2 separate regions of the Rattus norvegicus genome follow, and region 2 is linked to region 1. Evidence: chromatin contacts called from public Hi-C data. All regions are on one chromosome and are shown on one strand. Each heading gives the region's core, a stretch centred on a gene start, on an enhancer-like site or on the middle of the called end of the contact. The rest is flanking DNA. Distances are from core to core; before and after follow the strand shown. Region 1 holds the start of Dph1 (diphthamide biosynthesis 1). Region 2 has its middle 71 kb from the start of Rpa1.

Evidence for each region. A called contact is a pair of places that touch in the nucleus more often than the background predicts.
Region 2: a contact with region 1 is called in a Hi-C map of liver, with 4 times the contacts expected there. The contact joins the enhancer-like site here to the promoter of Dph1 in region 1. A contact is called at or near these places in 12 of 12 Hi-C or Micro-C datasets (the A7r5 cell line, the Rat2 cell line, Schwann cells and 7 more) and 1 of 1 datasets of contacts at active chromatin or transcription factors (oligodendrocytes).

The regions. Positions count from the first base shown.
Region 1 is chr10:60,534,718-60,540,303 of GRCr8, reverse strand. Dph1 (diphthamide biosynthesis 1) reads left to right here and starts at 2,202. Exons shown (of 13, transcript NM_001105809.2): 1 at 2,202-2,270; 2 at 5,107-5,259; 3 at 5,386-5,449. The coding sequence starts at 2,210.
Region 2 is chr10:60,624,214-60,629,579 of GRCr8, reverse strand. No RefSeq gene overlaps it. Among named protein-coding and RNA genes, the nearest start is that of Rpa1, 71 kb to the left of the region's middle. Within about 2 kb of position 3,024, at least 19 of the 93 cell types and tissues checked have an H3K27ac peak or open chromatin away from gene starts, as enhancers often do. A contact at or near this core is called in Schwann cells, hepatocytes and liver, where this site is marked.

The DNA.
Region 1 (5,586 bases), core at 953-3,452:
ACCTAAGTTCTCCGTAGAATAAACTTGGCGGCGTGATAGAAAGATCGAAAGCAAGGCCATTATCATGTATGCACGAATACAGACACTCAGAACTCTAAGGCCCCCTGCTTTGAGCTGGGTTCGAGGGAGAATCAGAAAAGGTGCTCTCGGAGTCTGGGTTCAACAGGTTGAGAGGAAAGGACACCTAGAAGGGACAGAATGCACAAATGTTTGAAGATCCTAAGTAATCTTACTCAGAACATTCCTCAGCTTGGTTCCCTCTAGGGTTGGGAACACCAAGTGTTCCTTAGTTCCTTAGTTCCTGCCAGCTTCGTGACTCCACTGACCCTGCACCACCTGAGCCCTGGCCAACAACTCTAGAACAGAGCTGTGGCGATACTCCATAAAACTAAGGCCCAGAGAGGCTAGAAATGTGCTCAACAGCACCCAGTAATCGGCACTAAAATGTGGGCCTGTGTGAGGGCCTTGCTATTCGTTTTTTCCACCTTCCCATGCCGCCCCCTCATGACCCCCTTGCCCCATCAACTCCAATATATTGGGCAAACTTGGGCGGTGTGAGTGTGAGAGCAGTTATTTTGGGATTTAGGAGGGCTGGATGCTGACTTGGAGTCCAGCCAGGGGATGGGGGTGGCTGCCGGTGGGTGTTGTGGTGTAATGGGGGAGGGGGTTCCACTGAGCCTGACTTCTCATCAGGCAGTCATTACTCAGAGTGCTGAGTAACTCAGGAAGGGGGACCCTCACGGACAGATGGAAATGTCCTCAGCCCAAGCTGATTGACAGGTACTAATGTCCTGTTCCTCAGCAAGGTCTTAGGGACACCACCATCATGGGTTTGCACTGCAGTTTTCCTCTGTATCACCTAGTTTCCTAAGTAGGGGCAGGGCTGCTGGTGTGTGACAGAAGCTATACAGCAATGTGAGTCAATAGGGCAGACCTTTAACCAGGTAAAGGTCCCAGGAGATGAGGCAGCTGCTGGGGAGAAGCCACTGGGCCATTGGCACCAATCTTTCCACCATAGAACTTGAAGCTAAAGCCAGACCGGAAGCTGTCCACAGGCAGGCTAGGCTTTGGTGTGCAGAGGTGGCAGAGTGGGCTCCAGGATGCACTGAGGGGTAGGGATGTCCAGAGAAGCTGGGAGAAGCATAGGCTGGACTCTTAAGGTGAATGATTATTCCCTGATGAGCACATTCTGGGTCAAGCTGTGCCTGTCTTAAGAGTCACAGAGACTGAAGGGGCATTGACCCTTTCCATCCCTTCCTTGGCTGCTCATTCCCAGTCTGCCTTGCTCTCTCCTCTGAGCAGCCTCTTAGGCAAAGCCTGTACCTGGCTGCTTGTTTTTACATCTCTCTGCACCTTAATTAGGGGTTTCCAAGCAGGGAGGGCCTCCAGGGGAGCCTGAGGCCACAGAGCTGTCTTAAAGGGACAGCTGTGCTCACCACTGCAGAGAGGAGGATGGGAGTGGGGGTTCAGAGTGTTGGTGACCGTGTTGCAGAAGGCTGAAGGTAAGCCCTGCAGGTGCTTTGTTCTTCCAAAGGTCAAGTCTGTCTTGCTGACTGCTCTGACTTCTCTTTGGGGTCCCAGGAGTGCTGTCCACTGATCAGGAAAAAGGCTATAGCCTGAAGGACAGACTAGAGAGGGCAAAGGCTTGTCAGGACCCAGGAGGTTTAGGGAATTGAAGCCTCAAGCTGCCCTGTCCTTCCAAGAAAGCTTTTTCAGTTTCCAGTTTCTCCCTTGAGTACCAGCTTCCTCCATGTCGACCCTCCACACGATGGGTACACAGAAATCCGCACCAAGCTGGTAGGCGTTAAGGCTCCATCTTGTTGGGACAGCAGAGTCCTCTGAGGTAGAGAATGTGCCCATGTCAGCTGACAGACTACACCTTACAAGGAAAGAAATAGAGTGAAGGTGGGGAACAACAGGGAGGCCGGCAGAACTCCTTTAGGTACACTCATCTGGGACTAACAGCTTTGAACTAGGCTATTGAAGAGCGTGGGAACAAAGGGGACCACTAGGGGACGCAGAGAGGCTTGAGAGTCCAGACCTTTTGTACCAACCAGTGCCCATTGTAGCACCGCCCTCATCTCCTTTTAGTCTCCGCCCTCCTGGAATCTCCGCCCTCTGCTCGGTAGCTCCGCGGTCGATTGTGCTGTCTGCACTCTCCGCACTCTTCCGGCGCTGCCTTTTTGTTCCCCACGTGGGCTCTTGAGTGATGGCGGCGCTGGTTGTGCCCGAGACTTCCGAGCCAGGAAGCCGAGTCGGCCCTGGCAGAGGTGGGTGCTGCAACGCTGTGGCCTCCAGACCTCGCATCTCTGGTGGGACCCCCCCAGGTCAGGGACAGGGCGGGAGATGACTCCTTTTTCCTTGAGACGCGAGGGTGTCGTACTGTTATAAGTTCTGAGCTCTCATCACCGGAGACCCAGGGACTGGTCTTTTCCTCGGAAATACAAAAACTGTCCCTCCTGGGAGTTTACTTTCCTCAAGGCGGAACTACGCCCTATCCCAGCTAGTAGACAGACCCCAGAAGAGTGATGGGATAGGACAGATCCGACCGGAGGGAAGGAGGGACCACATTCCGTTTTACAAGCGGACTCGGAGGATATGTTTTTATTTATGGGAAGAGGAGCTTGGTGTCCTTTACCAGGCACTAGCCGGCGCCCAGTAAATTTCAGCCTTGTGCTAGGTGTAGAGTACTATCCTGGCCCAAAGATCTCAACTGGAGGGGCGGGGAAGGAGGAGGTGCCTACTGCTCTTCTGTGTGCCCAAAAGCCCACAAGAAATTTGGACCTGTCTGAAGAGATTCTGTAGGGAAGCCGACGTGTCTAAGCTCGTTGTCCAAGGCCATGAAACTGACCCAACGCTTAACAGTATTAGTATTACTATTAATAATGTCAGGACTCCAGCTTTCCAGGTAATAGAGTTCTTCAACGCACCCCTCTACCATAGTAGATAAAAGCACAGGTCTGGGAGGACCCCTCCTATCATAGGGGCCCTAGCAAGAGGTTCTTGTACATGATACAGTTTCTGTAGGTACGGGATGATTAAATTTGTCTTTTCCCAACTTTTTGGTTCCTGGTGAGATATTGTTGGGTAGAGTGGGAAGTCCAGGATAACGCCTTGCTGAACGGCCTCAGTTTTTTTGTTTTTTTGTTTTTGTTTTTGTTTTTGTTTTTTTTTTGATATAGGTTTACTCTACGTAGCCCTGACTGAAGATCAGGTTGAGCTGCAACTCCCAGAGACCCACCTGCCTCTGCTTCCCAAGTGCACAGATCAAAGGCGTGTACCACCACTGCCTGACAAACAAAAAAATGAATTAGAAAAAATTTTAGCATTTATTTATTTTACAGTCTGTGTCACAGTGCCTGTGGAAGTCAAAGGGTGACTAGTGGAGTGAATTACCTCCCTCCATGTGGAAGGTTGCACAGGGTTGGAGCATAGGTCCTGAGCCATCCCCCTGGTTTTAGTAGTCTCTGTTTAGGGCATATTTGTATATCCTTGCTCAGGTTAGAGTGTTAACTCCTAAGGTGTAAGGTCCCCTTTGTCCTTATCTGTCCATCAGCACACTAAAGTGTGTTCTTTCTGGCCTACTTAGGTTGAACATAAGGACTAAGAAGTAGGGAACTTACTAAATCAACTCATATTTCCTTTTAGTTAAAAAGTCAGATGTGTTTGTCTTTTGTCTTAGTATTTGTGTGTGTACTAGAAGTGGTTGGAAGAGAGTTTCAGACTTCTCTGGAGCTGGAAATCAAACTCTGGTCCTCAAGAAAAGCAGCAAGTTTCCAAGATCTGAACTGCCCCACTTACCAATTGTGGCTGTTTTGAGACAGGGTCTCAAACATGGTGGCCTAGACGTCCACCATTAACACCACCACCACCAAAATTTAAAAATTACACACACACACACACACACACACACAGAGAGAGAGAGAGAGAGAGAGAGAGAGAGAGAGAGAGAGAGCGCGAGAGAGCATGCATGCATGCACTCACACAGATTCACACTGACAGCACACACATACATACCACTGGGGATTGCTAAGCAAGTAGTCTGAGCTATACAACTAAGCTTCATTGTACCCAAGCCAGCTAAATCGTGTGTGTGTGTGTGTGTGTGTGTGTGTGTGTGTGTGTGTGTGTGTGTGTGTTTGTAGATGCCTGATGGAGCTGGCGTTGCAGGCTGCTGTCAGTAACAAGTGCTTGTAAAAGCTGAACTGTCTCTTCCACACCTCACCTTTATTTTTAATTCAGTCTGTCACCTAAACTAGAGCTCATTGATTGGGCTAGATCGGGTGTCCAGCAAGTCTCAGCACTGGGATTACAGGCCTGCTGTGGTGACCAGCTTTTTGCATGGGTTCTGGAGAGCTGAACTTAGGTCCTCATGTTGTGTGACAAGCACTTTACCTTTTCTTCACCTCCAATTTTTGTGAGGGATTTTCTTTTTTGAGGTAGGATCTCACTGTGTAGCTCTGAGTAGCCTGGAACTTGCTACGTAGAACAGGTTAGCCTCAGACTCAGAGATATTTTAAAAGAAAAAAGCTCTGAGTGCTCTGTTTGCATGTATGCCTGTGGACAGAAGAGGGTGTCAGATCCCATTGCAGATGGTAGTGAGCCACTGTGGGTTTTGCAAATCGAACTCAGCATCTCTGGAAGAACAGCCAGTGAGTGCTCTTAACTGCTGAGCCATCTCCCCAGCCCAGATTTTTTTTGGGGGGTGGAAGTGGGGGGGGGTGGGGGGAGAACAAAATCTTGTTGACTTTACTGATCTTGACATCTTGGGATCATAGATGTGCGTACCATGCCTGACTTTATTGTTCCTTTAAATGAGGAAAGGGACAAAGGCATGGATTAAGCAACTTGGGCCAAATCAGTGGGACCCTTTTGCTATTTGGTCTGTTTTGTGTCATCTCTAGTCCTGAAGAGTGAGCCATACCCCCATTTATGACTGCTTGTAATCTCACAGCATAGAAGCTCCCCCCACCCCCCACCCCCATGGTTTATGGATATCCTTTGTGTGTGGAATCTGGGCCTTCAATTTAGAGTTAACAGATTAAGTGGTTCTGGCTGCCCTGTGGTCTAGGGCAGATGCAGACTCAGGCCTTAATGTTTTTCTAGGTCGCATCTCTCGGGGCCGACTGGCCAATCAGATCCCCCCTGAGATCCTGAACAGTCCCCAGCTACAGGCCGCTGTCCATGCCCTGCCTTCTAACTACAACTTTGAGATCCCCAAGACCATCTGGAGGATCCAGCAAGCCCAGGCCAAGAAGGGTGAGCCCTCAAACGGTGGAGATGTGAGGTTGGAAAGGGTGCCTGCCCAGATGTGGGGCCATGTCCTGTCCCAGCCTCTTCTAGCTCTCTGCCTCCCCCCCCCCCCCCTCTCTTTTTGTCTTGCAGTGGCCTTACAAATGCCAGAAGGCCTCCTGCTCTTTGCCTGCACCATTGTGGATATCTTGGAAAGGTGAGACTTGGGTGCTGGAGAGCAAGCCGAGCCTTTGCCCATCATAACTATACCTGTTGGCATCAGTTTTCTCTTCTGGACCACTGGCTAAGCCCCAAGCCTCCTACAAACATGTATATCCACACAAAGGAAAAGTC
Region 2 (5,366 bases), core at 1,775-4,274, 88 kb before region 1:
CTGAGGACAGATGATCTGTTCATCTTGTTTCCTGGCAGGCGGCAAACTCAAGGAGCTCTTGTGCTGGACCCTGTTACCACAGTGTCCCACACGTGGACCATCATGGATTCTCTCGGCCAGGTTTGGCTGCCAATCCATACCTAATAGGAACTTTTCTGGCTTTCTCTTTGGTTCTTCTCTTTCTTATATTCCAACATTATTTTTTGGGTAAGGGCAACCAGCCCTGTATGCTAATGAAAGAGCTGTCAAGAGCCAGGAAAGAAGTGTGTGTGGGGGCGGGGAGGGGGACCCAGAGCTGCCCAGGAGCAATTACCAGAAGGTGTGTCCTCACCCTCCCTCAGCTCAGCAGGTGAGCTCTACCTGTGCCAGCCTAATTGCCACCCGTCCACAGCCCTGCATGGTAACAAGGAACTCAAGCACCAGGACACTCTTTAAATGACGCAACATTTAAATAACATCCATTTACCTTTCACGCACCTATGCCTCGCTCCTTAATTACTAGCAGCGTCTGATTTCCTAGGAAGCCTTTTACCTACGGAATTCATTTCCTCAGCCTCCCCATAGAGAGGCTGCAACCCCCTGTGTACAGTGGTTTTTAGGCGACAGACCTCACGGGTAGAAGGTCATGATCTGTAAGGCCCAGGGAAAGGCTGAGAGAGGGCTGCTGTCTTCACTGGAAAGGCAGCAGGCTTAATGGAGTCCTCAGCCCCAGAGAGGGAGGGGGTGCTGCGGCGCCACGCAGGAAGCTGCGGCACGAAGTGTAAATATGATGATTGTTGTCTCTTTCATGGGAGGTAAATAAATCAGCTCCGTGTAGACTCGAGAGGTGGCTGGTGACGCTGTGTACTTACATGGCATCCAGAGTCTGGCCTCTTCAGCGCGCTTCAAGGGTTGATTCATTACGCTTTCCACCAGCCCACCAGAGGAGGGAGATGGGGAGAATTATCATCCCGGCAAGAAACCCGAGGTTAAGTTGGGGGGAAGGCGCAGGCCCAGGCAGCCCATCCTGCACTCCCGCCACTACATCACGCTACATCACATTATAGAAACAAGATAACCTATTTTTCGGGGTCTAATTTCAGCATAGGAGGGCTTTGTCTCCTCTGTATCTGAAAACTGTATGAGCTCATGGAGCAGGAAAAAAATTATTTTAATCATTCCCACTCTTGTTTGGGGGAGCGGAAGGATCCAAGAGTGAGCAGAAGATTCTAACCTTCCCTGGTCCCCAGCCTCGCCTGATTGAGGGAAATGCATTGTCTGTGTGGAATCCTGAGGCCAAGAGCTTTCCATTTCGTGAAAGCATGGATCTGTCACTGCTTCATCGGAAGGATCCTGCTGTCCATGAGTCCCCCGGAAGGAAGAGTTCAGCCCAGGAGATGACCTGAGGCAGTTTCTTGTGCAGGTGCTTCAGAGGCTGAGGTTTGCAAATGGTCAGAAACAAAGGCTTCCTCCCTTCTGTCCCAGGTCTGGATTCTCCTCAGTTGGGGAATGGAAAGCTGGGCCATGTTAAAGTTCAGAAGGGTAGGCAACGACTCTCTGGAGGGTCCTCCCATTCACCTCACACCTGGGCTCTCCTAAACCATACAGTTCTTGGGGCATCTAAGAATGGGAGTTGAGAGCCTGCAAGTTGCCATGAGAGCTCTGTCATGTGGGTTTCCAAGGAGCCACTGAACAGAGGAAACTGCCTTCAGTGTCCCTAAAGACCAATTTCCTCCAGGCCAGCATGTGTGGAGAACCTCCACCAAATCCCAGTGGCCTCTCTCCGACGGTAGGCATGACAGACTGCAAACACAGCACCTCTAGGCACTCAGGGAAGGAGGGGTGCCCGAAACGTCTGGCTCCTCACCGTGGGGTGGCACAGCTGGCTATGGCTGCCTGGCCACCCCCTCCTGCCCCTTGTTGGATGAAGAGAGAGAAGAGAGATATCTGTCCAGCTCTTCCCAGTTACTTAGCCTGAAGCCGTAGCACTGGGTCTCTCAGCTATATTGGGTAAGCCGTGGGGGTGGGGGTGGGGGTCAGTTAGTGTAGTGGCAGGGACCTTGTGGCCATTGCCTTGTGTTCTCTGCTCTCTCTCTCTCTCTCTCTCTCTCTCTCTCTCTCTCTCTCTCTCTCTCTCTCTCCTCCCCCTCCTCTTTTTTCTCACTCAGCCACTCTGCTGAATTCTGCATTGACATCAGCACTTCCAAAAACAACAACAGAAGAAAGTAGGTCAAGCCAGATCAGAGCTGGCCCTGGGTGGCGGCTGAGTCTGGGGTACAGCCTATTGCATGGAGAGTACAGGAGCATCCCAGAACTCTGTGCCTGCTGTCTTGCAATGTCCTTGGTCCCTCACACCCATACCTTTAGGGGATGTGCTAGCTTGAGTGTTGGCACATAAACTCCTGGAGAAGCCAGGTTGGGGTTTCTGCACTGTGAGCAACACCTCTCCACACACACAGTCCCTCTGGTCCTAATAAAGCTTTGAGAATCAGGAGGCCTGGGGTGCACACACCTCATTTTGAGAGTGAGAAGCCAGCCTCCACAAACCACATGTTCGTTGACACACATGCGTGCACAGACCCATAACCCCTCTTTCTCTAGGGCTTTAAGCCGAATATTGCCTCTGCTCTATGTGACCATGGAACTCCCGCTCTACTTGAAAGATTACCCAACACGCTAATTGGGACTCCTGCTATGATTAAAAAGAAATTTCCGATTAGAGCCACCACGCTGTAGAGCTTGGGAAGAAAACAGCTCTTTAGAAACACAGCAGGGGCACACTTCCGGGTTGTGTTGCGGTTTGGAGCTTTTTTTTTTTTTTTTTTTCTTTCCCCTTCTAACGTCGAGAACCTGCATCTTGCTGTTATTTTGCCTAGGTCAAGTCAAGTGAAGACAGTTACAGGTGAGTCCCAAAGCATCAAAGAGAGGGGCCACCTGCCGAGAGAGATAAAACGGCAGGCTTTCCCCCAGCTTTTTCTTGTGAGCGGCGCTAACGGAGCAGTTTCTGCACAGCTAGGTCCCGCCCTGCCGGCACCTTTGGCCTCCTGATTGGCAGATGCCACGATCGGTCTGGGTCAGTCGTTGCCTGGAATAAAGTTTTTCTAAGCAGTGGAGGGCGAGCAACACATTTCAATCTGGCTTTCCGAAGCGATTAGCTCCTAGTGCTGGCTGTCCCCAGAGAGATTGGGGGAGGGGAGGGCAAGAGCTGTGGTCAGTCAAAGGCAGACATTTCTGAATGGTTCCACTCCTAGAGTTCAGCTCATCCCTGCTTTTAGATTTCATTAGCTTGAGGAGGAAGCCCACCTCCCATCCCATCCTTTCAACTCCCCTGAGCATCCTACCTTTTAAAGCAACATCAGAATAAGTATCGCCACCTCTTTTCTACCCTAGCCAAAAGCCCTCTACACCCATCCTCTAGTTAAGATTTTAAAACTTTGATATTGAACCCAGACCTTTCTAAAAGGGAGCCATTTGACTTTATGTAAATAAAGTATCTCCTTAATATCGACTTCATTAAAAGACCCAAGAAAAGAACATCCGTGTTTGCTGATGGAAGAGTATAATTGTCTTTAAGGGTAATTGGCTAGTTATTGAGAATAATTGTCTGCAAATGATGGGAAGACAGGTAATAGAGGGGGAAAGACTCCAGGTGAAAGGGCCGGCCACGGCTAACAGCCTGGATTGGAATGCAAAGGGGTTGGGCTGGCAAGAGAAAAGGCAAGAACTGCAGACTTCCCAATCACCATTTACTGAGTCCCGAGATCCCACAGAAGAGTAAACTCCCAGAAATAATTTGAAGGGGCTACTCTGTGTGCATTCATGTACACACACACACACACACACACACACACACACACACACAGAGAGAGAGAGAGAGAGAGAGAGAGAGAGAGAGAGAGAGAGGCGCCAAGGCATGGCCACCACTATGTTTCAGTGCTATTAGTTTATAAGAGAAATTTCTTTTTATAACATCTCTGTTCCCCCAACAACATATAAAGATGCACTTTCTGAATAAAGGATTAGCTTTAGATTGAATAAATCTGGCTTAATGAAAAGCCCACTGCATTAGTGTTTCATTGCAAATCAGCAGAAATCATAATCACAGGCTCCCCTTGTCTTCAGATAAGCGGTCGGAAAACACTGGCTGGGGCTTTGCGTCCCCAGTCGCACAGCAGGCATGGAAAGGAGCAGAGTGCCTGGTCTTGGATAGGCTGCTGTTGTCTGGCTATGCTCCCATCCCCCTTCCCATCAGTTTCCACCGTGTGTGTGTGTGTGTGTGTGTGTGTGTGTGTGTGTGTGTGTGGCGTGGGGGTGGGGGGCATTTTGGTCTACATCAAATGTGACCTGGGCATGCTGATGGCTCCGTGTAATTCTACCATAAGACGTGAGGAAGGCTGAGGCAGGAAGGTTGAGAGTTTAACAGCAGTCAGAGCTATACTTAGTTTGAGTGTGTGTGTGTGTGTGTGTGTGTGTGTGTGTGTGTGTGTGTGTGTTTGGGTTTAGTTTGGTTTAGTTTCAATTTTTGAGAGTCTCACTATGTAGCTCAGGCTGTCCTTGAACTCACAAAGATCTCTTGTCTCTGCCTTCCAAGTGCTGAGATTAAAGGTATAAACCACCATACCTGGCCCCTTTCTTCTATCTATCTCTCTATCTCTCTATCTCTCTATCTCTATCTATCTATCTATCTATCTATCTATCTATCTATCTATCTATCTATATATCATCTATGTGTCTGTGTGTATATGTCCCAGAGCCTATGTGGTGGTCCTAAAACAATCCTCAGAACTTGGCTTTCTCCAATACTTGGATCAAACTTAAACCATCAGGCATGGCGGCAAGTGTGTTTACACACTGAACTATCTTTGACCCCATGGCCCAGCATCTTCCGTGGGTGCTGGGGATACAAATGTGTGTTTTATGTTTACAGAACAAGCACTTCACCAACTAAGTCATTTCTCTAGCCCCATCCTTACTCCCTTCAAGTGTTATTTCCCCCAACCTAGGGCCAAAGCTAGAGCAATATCCACGCCCTAACAAACGGTCTGCCAAGCCTCTCCCCTTTCTCCTCTTCCCTTCCCTTCCTCCCTTCCTCCCTTCCTTCCTTTGTGAGACAGGTCATTACTATGTATCCCAAGCTAGCCTTGAACCTGCGATGTGGCTCAGGCTGGCTTTGAACTCACAGCTGTCCTCTTACTTCAGCTTCCCAAGCACTGGGATTATAGACCTCTGCTACCATGCCTGGCAAGTTTTTCTTTTCTTTTCTTTTCTTTTTTTCTTTTTTTCGGAGCTGGGGACCAAACCCAGGGCCTTGCACGTGCTAGGCAAGCGCTCTACCGCTGAGCTAAATCCCCAACCCGCCTGGCAAGTTTTTCAAGTGAACAAAAACA